Regions from separate parts of the Rattus norvegicus genome. Here region 2 is linked to region 1. A link is a contact called in public Hi-C data. All regions are on one chromosome and are shown on one strand. Each heading gives the region's core, a stretch centred on a gene start, on an enhancer-like site or on the middle of the called end of the contact. The rest is flanking DNA. Distances are from core to core; before and after follow the strand shown.

Region 1 (5,759 bases), core at 41-2,540:
TCATTTTAACTTACACAATCATATTCCTTTTCTTCAAAATGCCCAGCCCAGCCCAGTATTAATACTTATATTTATTTGTTTAAGGTTTGCTACTATAGTAGACTGTTGAAAAATGCCTGTCTTCCCAGCATCTCCTATTCACAGAACTTAAGGAACAACTTAGCGTAAGGAAATGGATATTGAAAGGCCCTGCACTGGGAAATAAAGGCCCTTGGCAGTCCCTGGTGTTAAAATTAATGTTTTTGTCCTCTGTGTTTAGGAAGCCGTCTGCCACAGTAAAGATAGGCGTAAGACACAATTTATGGTAAACTGGCAGCCTTTAGGCTAAGGGGTCTATCTGGGTAAAGATGATATCTTTACTATGTCATTAATTGGTCCAACAATCGATTTAATCACCTGGTATGTACACTAGAGGTAGTGTCAATGCTGACAAATGAGCACTTCAGTCTCTACATCTGCAAGGCTTGGCATAGTCATGAAGGACAGGAGAGACCCTGGAAGAGGGTAGAATTGAATATGCCAGAGTGTGAGTTTGTGTTTCAAGGGAAGCTGGGCTTCATCCTGGCATGTGCTGTGGATAAGTGCCCTAACTAGCTTCTGCTGCTGTCTTCTCTGTAGATCACTGCAGGAACTGAGGTACCCCTCACTGAGCATCTCATAGAAACGGCAGGAACACACATTCAGCTCTCTGCTCTGTTTCCCTGAATGCTCGGACACAAACTCTCCCCCCAGGCTAACAGATTGCTGCCAGTTTTGAGTTGTTTGACCATGTTCTAGTCTGAGCTAATTTTGTATGTAAAATTGCTTAAGAATGAATATGAAATCTTTGACTGAAGCCCAAATATATAAATACCATTGCATTTCCTTCCTCCCCAATTTTGCAATCATCCAAAAAAACTGTTCATGTTGTGTAGTATAATTAGTTATTTATACACCCTCATGTGGTCTATTGTTCAGAATTAAATTGTCTGGTATACAGGATTTCTCTTGCAAGGCTTATTCTGTCGGTTTATTGCTTGTTGGAAGCTGTTTGTAAATATGTCCTTGTGGAACCCCAGGGGATATGTCTGAGCATATCCAGGACTGGGGGGAAAATAGTTCAGTCTATGTAGGCCTCTGTTGTCTGCTACTTTCTCTTTGAAGGCCTAGGCAATTAGAAGGAACACAAAAATAGTCACAGGAAGGTACAAATGGAAATTATCTTGGAGATCTACTTACTAGATTCTAGTGACTCAGACTTGCCCAAGAGGAAGCCAGTCCTCAGGAAGGGGAAGTGAGAAGGCCTCACACACAGCCTCTTGTGGGTGAGAGGCAGCAGAGTCCTCTTCAGCTGCTTCCTCTCTCTACGAATCCACCTAGCACAGAGTGAATGATTGCCCCAGGCATTTCTGAACTTTACATAATGTCCCTGAGAACTACATAGGCCCTGACTACTCTGTCCTGCTCCTCCTGTTTAGCCTTTATTTCCCTTCTGCCTCCTGTCAAATGGGTTGGCCACTAGCCATATTGACAAGTTTCTGTCATGTAAGGATTTATCCTTCTTGCCTGCAGATCGAAGTCAGAGGCAAGATGGTTCCAAACTTTTATGTACAATGAAACTTCTTTTTGAGGTAGGGTCTGGAAGTTCTGCTCCAAAAGGAGACAGTAACCTTTGTGACTCAGCACAGTTTCTCCTGGCCAGTGGAACGGATAGATATGGCTGTTGTGAAGTAGTTTCTATAAATGCCATGAGATTCCTTGGCTGATGGTGCTGTTTAAGCCTTGTTGGTCTTTCATCCATAAATTTTATTGTGTTGAGTTTGTAGCATTAGCTGTGATTTTTTGCCAAGTCTTTTCAAGTGCGTGCGTGTGTGTGTGTGTGTGTGTGTGTGTGTGTGTGTGTGTGTTTGTGCGCACATATGTGTTAGATCCCACAATTCCTAAAACAAAATTGTACTTGCTGACCAGACAGGTCAGTTAGAGATTGGTGGCCAAATGACTAATAAGAATTCAGAAGTTCCCTTTTCACTCATGTGTGGGCATCAGCATACAAGCCTACTGCCAAGGTCCTGCTGAAGTCAGACCTGTTCATATGCTTGAAAATATCATAGGAGGTAGCCAACAATGTAACACTTCCAACACATTATCTCCCTGTGTTTTTATTCATAAAATCCCCAGATTTTTTTTACAGTGACAGATACTAATAAAATGTATTAGATTTTAAATATTTACTACTTTTATGTCTTTATTTTAAATTATTAAATAGTAATCATACAGAAAGGCTATAACAGATGTCATGTATTTATCATCAGGATGAGCAGATGCTCACAGTTTTCCTTATTTGCCTCAGATCTCCATTTTCCTTAAGGAAATCAAGCATATCACGCATAGTCCAAGCCCCCACTTTTTCTCTTCCTCATCTTTTCCTTTGTATCTCCCATCTACACATGAAACAACTCCCCTGAATATGATGACATCATCCCCGTGAATTTTTTTCCAACCTACTGCATTTTCAAGCAACTTCTTCATGGCTCTCATTAGCTTTGGTAATGAGAGGAGAATAAAGGACACATCCATCTATTCTGAAAGCCTAAATGTGTTGTAACCTTTTTGGTTTGCACTAAGCCTGTTTTTTCATGATTTACCTACCCCATGTTAGCCTAGCTGCAGTTCTGGTCTGACTGTGATAGAAGAACATTGGACTCTGCTTCCATGACTCAGCACATCAGCTGCCTACCTTGGGTATTTCCAATGCTAACTTGCATGCTCCCACCCCTGGCTGGGACAGCCTACCAGACTCGGGACTGGATCTGTGAATGGATAGAGTTGTTCTTGTTGGGTCTGAATTCTTTGATTCAGCGCTCCCACACCAAGGGACAGAGTCAAGAGAGAGTCAATCGCCACCTTGCCTGAGCTGGTCTGCTTGGGTTCTCCATGGTTGGAAGCCTTTGAGAGAAAGCACACAGAGACAGCTGAGACTGGAAAGGTGGGAGCAGACACACGTGATGACAATGATTGACAGCATCCAACATCCTTAAGTTACATAATCCAAACAGTGAGAGATAAAAGAGAATCCTACACATTGAAAATTTATTCATCAAAATCACATTCGAAGGTTTATATGGCTCTTACAAGTGGTATGCTAAGTACTTTGTTTATTTCATTTCTCTTTTTGGAGTCCAGGCTGGCCTCGAATTTGGTATGAAGTAAAAGGTGGCCTCAAATTCCTAATCCTCCTGCCTCTACCTCCCAAATGCTGAGACCAAAGACCTGCCCAACCATGCCTTGCTTTTTTATTTAAAAAAAAAATATATATATATATAATCTTATATCTTGTAGATGAGAAGCAGGCACACAGAAGCAGTGTGCTGTAAGGAAGATTATGGAGATCAGAGGGGCTAGTTTCTCATACCTCCAGGGCCTTCGTGAAGTAACTACTCCACAACGGTGGCTGCTGCTGTTACGGAAGACCTGTGCTCCTGCTAACTATAAGAAGCATACAGACAGTAGAACTGTGTATAAGTCTGGGCCTGCAAAAACTCCCCTTTTTACAGCAAAACGAGCTCCCCTTCAAAGTGGCATGCTATATGGAAAGAGAAGTAGCCTGGAGTTCAGGGTCTCAGGTCCTCTTCTTAATCTCTTCTTAACCTCCCCCTTCCTTCTTCTTTCTTCTTCTATCAAAGAAATACAGAATCCAGAAACAAGTTTATTAAAACATGGAGGGATGGAGGGTCACGAAAATGATTTTATTTCTGCTTCAAGTTCCACATTCTATTTTTTTCCATCATGCTTTCTGGCTTGGCTTTGCTGATTTGACAGGGTAGACATACACACAGAGGAGTGTGAATGAGAGGTTTTGAATGGCTTTACAATACCCACCCCTTTAAAGTCAGTTTTAAAATCTGTCCAGGGCTACAATTTTCTGGACCACTTCAATTGTCCTTTAAACCTTGGGATCTGGGAAGTTCTCATTTCCTTGAGTCACCGTGGTATGCCCAGGAGTACATACATGAGGGGAGACCCCCATGTCCACAGTTTATGGAGCTGTGAAGGGTGCCACCTGACAGTGCACATCAACCTTGAATATTAAGGTGCTGTGGAGGAGTCAGCAACCCAGGGTAGGCCTCCCATATCAGCTCTGGTCAGAGAAGCCCTCCTTTACTCCACATTCATCATAGGCATCTGTTCAGCTGGCCCAGGGGGCTGCCCTCAGAATATTGCCTTCCTTAGTGGGGCCCATGGAGTCTGCCTGGCTCCCTGCAACTTGGAACTCCTGGTTTCCACTCTTTAGTCTCTTGTCTTGACTCTTGTCCCATCTCTGAACACTGGTAATCCTGAAGTCTGGTGAGCATACCCTTCCCATCCTGAGGTTTGTCACCGCTAAGTGTCCAGATCTTGGTAATTCCTTTACGATGTGCTGTGTCCTTTTCACCATGACTGCACATATTCCTGAACCATTGTCCCACCTTCAGGCATCTGCTTGGGTTTCTTGGTGCTTTGTGACACTTGGTATTTTGTGCTAGGCAAAGCAAGCCACACTTTCCCCTGGTGTTAGATGTTTGTGCGTTCGTATCAGGTCTTTACTTACTAATCTTTCCCTGGAAGGCACGAACATTATTGACCTCCATTCATCAAGTTTGATCACGAGTGGTTAATATGTAATGTTTACCAAATCAGTGCACAGAGTTACTAATGCCGGTTGTGAGCTGTCTTAGAGAGCGTCACAAGTGGTTCCGTGTATAGTATTCAAATTTAATCTTGGGAGAATTCCATTCTAAAAATGAGGAAAGCATACGGTGGCTATTTAGTGTGTGCGCACCCTTGGATAGGCATTATTCTAGGAAATCCCTAAATATGCTCAGTCTTCATTCCACCGAGCACTTTTCTGTGTGCCAGGCATATCTTTGAGTCCTTTACATTTAAACTCATTTTACCCGCACAATTATGAAGCATGCACTATTGTTACCCTCTTGTATTTGATGAAATTAAAATTTATGGAACTTAAAAAAATGTATCCAAGGCAAAAAATAGAATTGAGATTCCCAATTAGGTAGTCTGATTAAAGAGCCTTCCATTCCGTTCTGGGCACTGTGCTCCTGCCTCAGTCAGCCCCGCAGCACCGTCTCTATAAGCTGTGGTTATGTCCATTTTTACAGAGGACAAAGCAGACATCCACACAGATTAAATACCTGCACTGCAGTCTGGAGCCAAGCTGGGCTGGTGAGTGAATGCTCATGCTCTGAACATTCATTTGTTTTAGGAGACTTCTGACAACAATTTCCCCCCTTAGGTACATATGATAGTGCACAGCCACGAGGGCTTTACTATGCTTGAAGGGTTGGACTGAACACAGTGTCTGCTAAGTAGGGTGGATAATTAGAAACCCTAAGATTCAGAACTTCCTTTCAAGAGGCAAGGGAAAAGCTATTAAAGTAATCTCTACCCGTATCTGTTTCTTCCAGCATGGTCTTCAATGCTGGTTCTTTACCCATTGGCCTAGATAGAGACCCTGGAATGGGGAAGATTTTCCAGTTCAAAACGGTCAGCAAAGGTGGGGTGAAACTTGTAGGTCTAGGTGATGAGATGGGCAGGCTTTCTCTTTAGAGCCAGATGCACTGGCTGGCTTTAGAGACGTTGGTTTAGAGAAAACAACAGCTCTCAAAGCAGGGACAAAACCAGGATGGTGATGTGGGGGCCAGAGAGCAAACAATCAGCGGGCTTACAGCAGGCTTTCTCTGGGACTGAGTGGGCTTGTGGTTTGACCTAAGAAAAAAGTGTGC
Region 2 (5,253 bases), core at 2,419-4,918, 880 kb before region 1:
CTGTTAGAATGCCAGAGCTTATAAAATCTCCTTGAAGAAAGTTAATTTACTCAAGTTTAATGGTGTGGGGATTTTTTTGATAACCAACTGTGTGAACATGGGCCAGTTCTTCCAAGTCAACAGCAGAAAAAAATAAGGACTTTGGAGTCAAACAGACCCTGAATAATAACCTGTGCTCATCTGAGTGCTTATGCGAGTTAGCTCAGGACTGGCTGCTTCTGTCCCCACAACTGTGATACAAATAGCTGTGTCTGACTTGGAGGATGGCTGAAAGGAGTAAATGGGTTCTGTAAACTCCAGTGCCTCTCCCCTTTCTCTCAATTGCAAGACAATGCAAATCTTCCTACTCTGCCCCTTTCCCCATGGTTGAGAAATGGCCCAAAGGGATACAGTGATACAGAGGTCAGGACCTTAGCTACTGGCTTTGCAGCCTAGGGCCCTGCTCCCTTCCTGGATATGTGACCATGGGCAAGTCCCAGGGACTCTGTCTTTTTGTATTCGGAGTGAGTCTCCTGTAAGAGGCTTCTCCATAGGATTACCGGCAGGTCTAAATTAGAAATTGTACAAAAAGCCCTTGCCTAGTGCCTGGCACAAGGTAAATGCCCAATAAATTATTAGCTAATAAGGGCAGCTATAACATCTGAGAGTGCATTGTAAAACTTAAAAATCCTCTAAGACGTCTATCTTCAATCCTTTTTGGAAAGAATGTGTCGATGTTAGCAGTGCTTATGTAAATGTAAGTGGTTATTATTTATGTAGGAGAACATTACTGAGTATTATTCAGGAAGAGGGAGAGAACAATGTAAGGGAAGAAGGAAATTTATGACAGGCTTCTTGGAGGAAAGGGGAGCACATCACATCATAGCCATCAACACAGAGCAGCCCTGCACACTCGGGCTGTGTAGACTGAAAGCATTAGTGACAGTTGCCTTCCAAAGTAGGAGAGGAGGAAAGGAGGAGAGGAGGAAAGGAGGAGAGGAGGAAAGGAGGGAAGGAAGGGGCTGGGAAAGGGAGGGGGTGAAAAGTCTCATCTACCACCTCTAAAATGAATCCTAAAGCCGTATTTATTAAGCAGAATCTCACTAAACCCTCAACCCCAGTGAGGCAGCTGAGAGCCTGCCTTCAGGAAGAGTGTGGCAATGAAGACCTGACCTAAACACTCAGGCAACTGACTGAAGACAGAGGGAGGCATCCGGATTCTTCAGCAATCCCTTGAGGTCCTTTTTTTATGGAGTTTACTCTCCTTATTACACTGCTTGACTCTTCTGAAAAAGAACACTGGGCGGTTGGCCTCACAAAACAAATTATACACAAAGGGTACTGAAAACTGGAAGTAGAAAATAGGAAAGCAAATGGGAACGCCAAAGACGACCATCGGAGTCTTTATTGGATTGAGCCTCAGAATCAACTTGGCGCTTCCTAGTAGTCAGAGCAAAATAAGAAATCCACCCTTATCCTTTAATGTTTTGTAAATGTCCACAACCTCTTTAACAATATACAAAATCCAGACAAGGTCTTACTTAGGAATCTTGTATTTTCTGCTCAGTGGACACATGTAAAAGGCATGTGATATGTAGGCATGTAGGTGTGTCTGTGGAGTCATGGACAATGCAGGGAGGCACTGGTGAGTGTTAACATTTAAGATCATATATATATATATGATATATATATATGATATATATATGATATATATATATGATATATATATGATATATATATATGATATATATATGATATATATATATGATATATATATGATATATATATGATATATATATGATATATATATATCAGAGAGAGAGAGAGAGAGAGAGAGAGAGAGAGAGAGAGAGAGCGCACCTGTGAAATAAATCACTAAACATGTTGCTGCTGCTGTTTTTTTGTTTTCATGGAGACTGCTTCTTAGGCGATGAATAAAAGAATGCTGTGTCACTTAAGGTTTTAAACTAAATGCACATATATAAGGTAAATGTATACATCTTCTAAAATTTGAACAGTCTTCAAGTCATTTTGCCCAGCTTGCTAATTTTATTTTCAACCATGTTTCTGTCTCCACAGGGCTCTGATGGTCTCAGGACTCTCTCGGGTTTAACTACTGCTGTTCTTAAGCCATTCTCACTTAGGTGAGTGGCAGTGAGAAGAACTAGCCAATCATTTACAAAATCAAGCATGATCACTTGCAAAGGTGCCTGCTTTTGGGAACCACCATGACTCTTGCTTGCCCGGGACTAAGATACGAAAGAAAGGATATCATTAAGATCCTAGGTTGGCTGGGAGCCATGCTGAAGACCAGCTCTATCTATTCTGGCTTATTGTTAATGTCTTTTATACATCTGGAAGGACCAAGTTCGAAATATGCTTTCGAAGTGTTACATTTTGCATTTTAAAAATGGCGTCCAGAACATGCTCAGGAGCTTGGTTAAGGAGGAAGAGTCAGAAAGAAATAGAATGAAAATAAGAAGTAAAAAAGAGAGTGGGGGTGGGCTGGAGAGATGGCTCACTGGTTGAGAGCGCTGGCTGCTCTTCCAGAGGTCCTGGGTTCGATTCCCAACAGCCACATGGTGGCACACAACCATCTGTAATGGGATCTGATGCCCTCTTCTGGTGTGTCTGAAGAGAGCAACAGTGCACTCATATACATTAAATAAATAAATCATTTATTATATATTATATATATCATAACACACACACACACATATATATATAGAGAGAGAGAGAGGAGAAGGAGGAGAAGAAGGAGAAGGAGGAGAAGGAAGAGGAGGAAGAAGAAGAAGAAGAAGAAGAAGAAGAAGAAGAAGAAGAAGAAGAAGAAGAAGAAGAAGAAGAAGAAGAAGAAGAAGAGGAGGAGGAGGAGGAGGAGGAGGAGGAGGAGGAAGAGGAGGAGGAGGAAGAGGAAGAGGAAGAGGAAGAGGAAGAGGAAGAGGAAGAAAGAATGGCAAGCCAGGAAGAAGGACCAGGGGACACAAGTTACTTGTAGCATCAGCCCTTCCTCTGACATGGCCCCTATCAGCCAGTTGATAGGAAGCCCTCCCTGGGCCTAGGCTAGGCTGACAGCCTCCTTGAGTGTGCCAGCCAATGTCGCACACATCTGTTCAGCACATTTGGCTTCGCTCAGTGACCAGCTGCTGGCACTGAATCAGAAAGGGCAGGTGGGAGTTCTGGGCAGGGGCAGGAAGGAGAGAAGGATTATGCACAGTTGTTCCAGACAGAAAATGAGGAGGCGGCCAGTAAGGATGAAGCTGGGAGAGGTCCTACCCGGAGCAGCAGGGCAGGAAGCCCAGAGGAGTGGTAGGCCTTGTATTAATCACCCCCAGTGGCAGGTGAAGCCAAAGTATGTGGAGGGTGCCTACAAGGCTCCATGCCAAGTTCATGCTGTGTTTCCTATGCTTTCTGGGGCTCCTTCTTAGTACTCCCAACCTTGAGTCTTTTAGGAATTTCTGACTAGACAGCACATTGCTACCTATGAGATTAAACATTTTTTTCCCAGCTCTAACGAGGCTTTCGAATTCTTTCAAGGCTCAACAAGATTTCCAAGTTGTTAGCATTCTCCTCGCTGGCTAAAGGAAAAACTGGAAGAATAAACCTGCTCACTAGACAGGGCCCCTGGGGAGAGTAAGGGATACTCCTGAAGCCACCTGCTCAGCCAGTGGTGGAAGCATGAGCAAGCATTGGCTTCTCCACCGCAGCACCATTTGCTCTGCCAACATTTCAGCTGTGGGCCAAGATGGTAAGCTGTGAGTGGTAAATACAGTCACTAGGGAGAGCCATCTTAGAATGAAACTCGGAGTTCAACAGAAGCATGCTGCCTCATGCCTCAGGATGCTTGCCAACTAGGTGGTCCCTCTAAGGCTCTCCCTCTGAGTGGTCACTCTCTAAAGGGAATACTCAAATCACTCCTGCTGTGTTGACAACCTTGGCCTCTGTTTTGGAGAGTTCCTTTCCAATCTGTGCCACAGGAGGCAGTGTTCCACAACTCAGCTATAGCTGGTTAATTCTTCTGTCCTCAGGAATAGCAACTTCTGTTTACTTCCGGTTCATTCTCGGTAGCCAGAGGGTCATGTTTATTTCTGGGACATTTTCAGTAGCTGAAGGATCACCAACATTCAGCCTCAATTTTTATTTGAATTTTTTTTATATTTATTACTTTCAGGTTACATGTGTTTCACCCACATATGTGTCTCTATGCATTCATGTGCATTCATGATGCCCAAAGAGGCCAGAAGAGGGCCATAGAGCCACTGGAACTGGAGTTTCAGACAGTTGTGAGTTACCACGTGGGTGCTGGGAATTGAAATTGGAGCTTTTGGAATCACAAGTGCTCTTAACCTTTGAGCCATCTCTGCTACCCTCAGTCTCAAATTTTAAAACATAATCAATTTCATGAGCTTTAACAATATAGGTTCAGGCTTTGAAGAGCATCAGAGATTCACACCTTTCCCCTGACACTTATTTAAAATGAGGACACTACCCAGCATCCACAGTCTGAGGGAGTGCGGGGAATTAAATCCCCACACGACATAACCTGCACAAATTTTGGTCATGAGTATCACATGATCAGAGGGTTATGGAGAATGACAACAAGGTTTGTCTTCCATAGCCTAGGATGGTGGGTGAGGAAGAGCGTCTGCCATCCCAACTTGATACTACCACCCAAGTCTCCACTGGGTTTTCTTTTTACACAAGAGGAAATTAATCTTGAACTGCTGAAACTCTACATGCAAAACACGGAAAAGCAAAGATTATAAACAGAAGAGACAAAACCTCCTGGGAGGGCATTCAGGTTCTTCCCAGAACTGAGCCTTCTTATCGACCTCCAGCTAAGAGGTAGTCTTCCGCTGACTGTAATGTAATGGCGTTGGAGCTGTCCTTCCTGCTGTCATCATAGACCTCAGTCCCTAGCAGGCACCACTTTCCACATGCCCAGCTCTGCATCTGTTTAACTGCTACTCTACCTCCCCTGCCTCCAACCTTCATGCCTTATGCTATAGACAGCTGTGACCAGCCTCAACAATGTCACGGAATAACGCCAGGCCATAAGACATGCATTGCCAAGCTATACCTGAATTTTCCAATTGGCTTCCTCGATATATTACAGTTTTGACGCACTGCAAATGTAAAGCAGGTATCTAGAGCCATTCCACATAGATGCCTTCCTCAGAAAGGTGACTGCTTCCATAAGAATGTAATTATCAATACAGTGATTGGCTGGCATCTACAGAGAGACCTTAATTTTGTGCCCAGATCTATTCCAGA

What was found. Hi-C and Micro-C count contacts between places; a contact is called where the count stands out from the background.
Region 2: a Hi-C map of psoas muscle shows a contact between it and region 1, with 2.4 times the contacts expected there. The contact joins two enhancer-like sites. A contact is called at or near these places in 3 of 12 Hi-C or Micro-C datasets (the Rat2 cell line, kidney and psoas muscle).

Annotation. Positions count from the first base shown.
Region 1 is chr11:89,219,087-89,224,845 of GRCr8, reverse strand. No RefSeq gene overlaps it. Among named protein-coding and RNA genes, the nearest start is that of Mir28, 260 kb to the left of the region's middle. Within about 2 kb of position 1,290, at least 22 of the 93 cell types and tissues checked have an H3K27ac peak or open chromatin away from gene starts, as enhancers often do.
Region 2 is chr11:90,103,951-90,109,203 of GRCr8, reverse strand. No RefSeq gene overlaps it. Among named protein-coding and RNA genes, the nearest start is that of Lppos, 180 kb to the right of the region's middle. Within about 2 kb of position 3,668, at least 4 of the 93 cell types and tissues checked have an H3K27ac peak or open chromatin away from gene starts, as enhancers often do.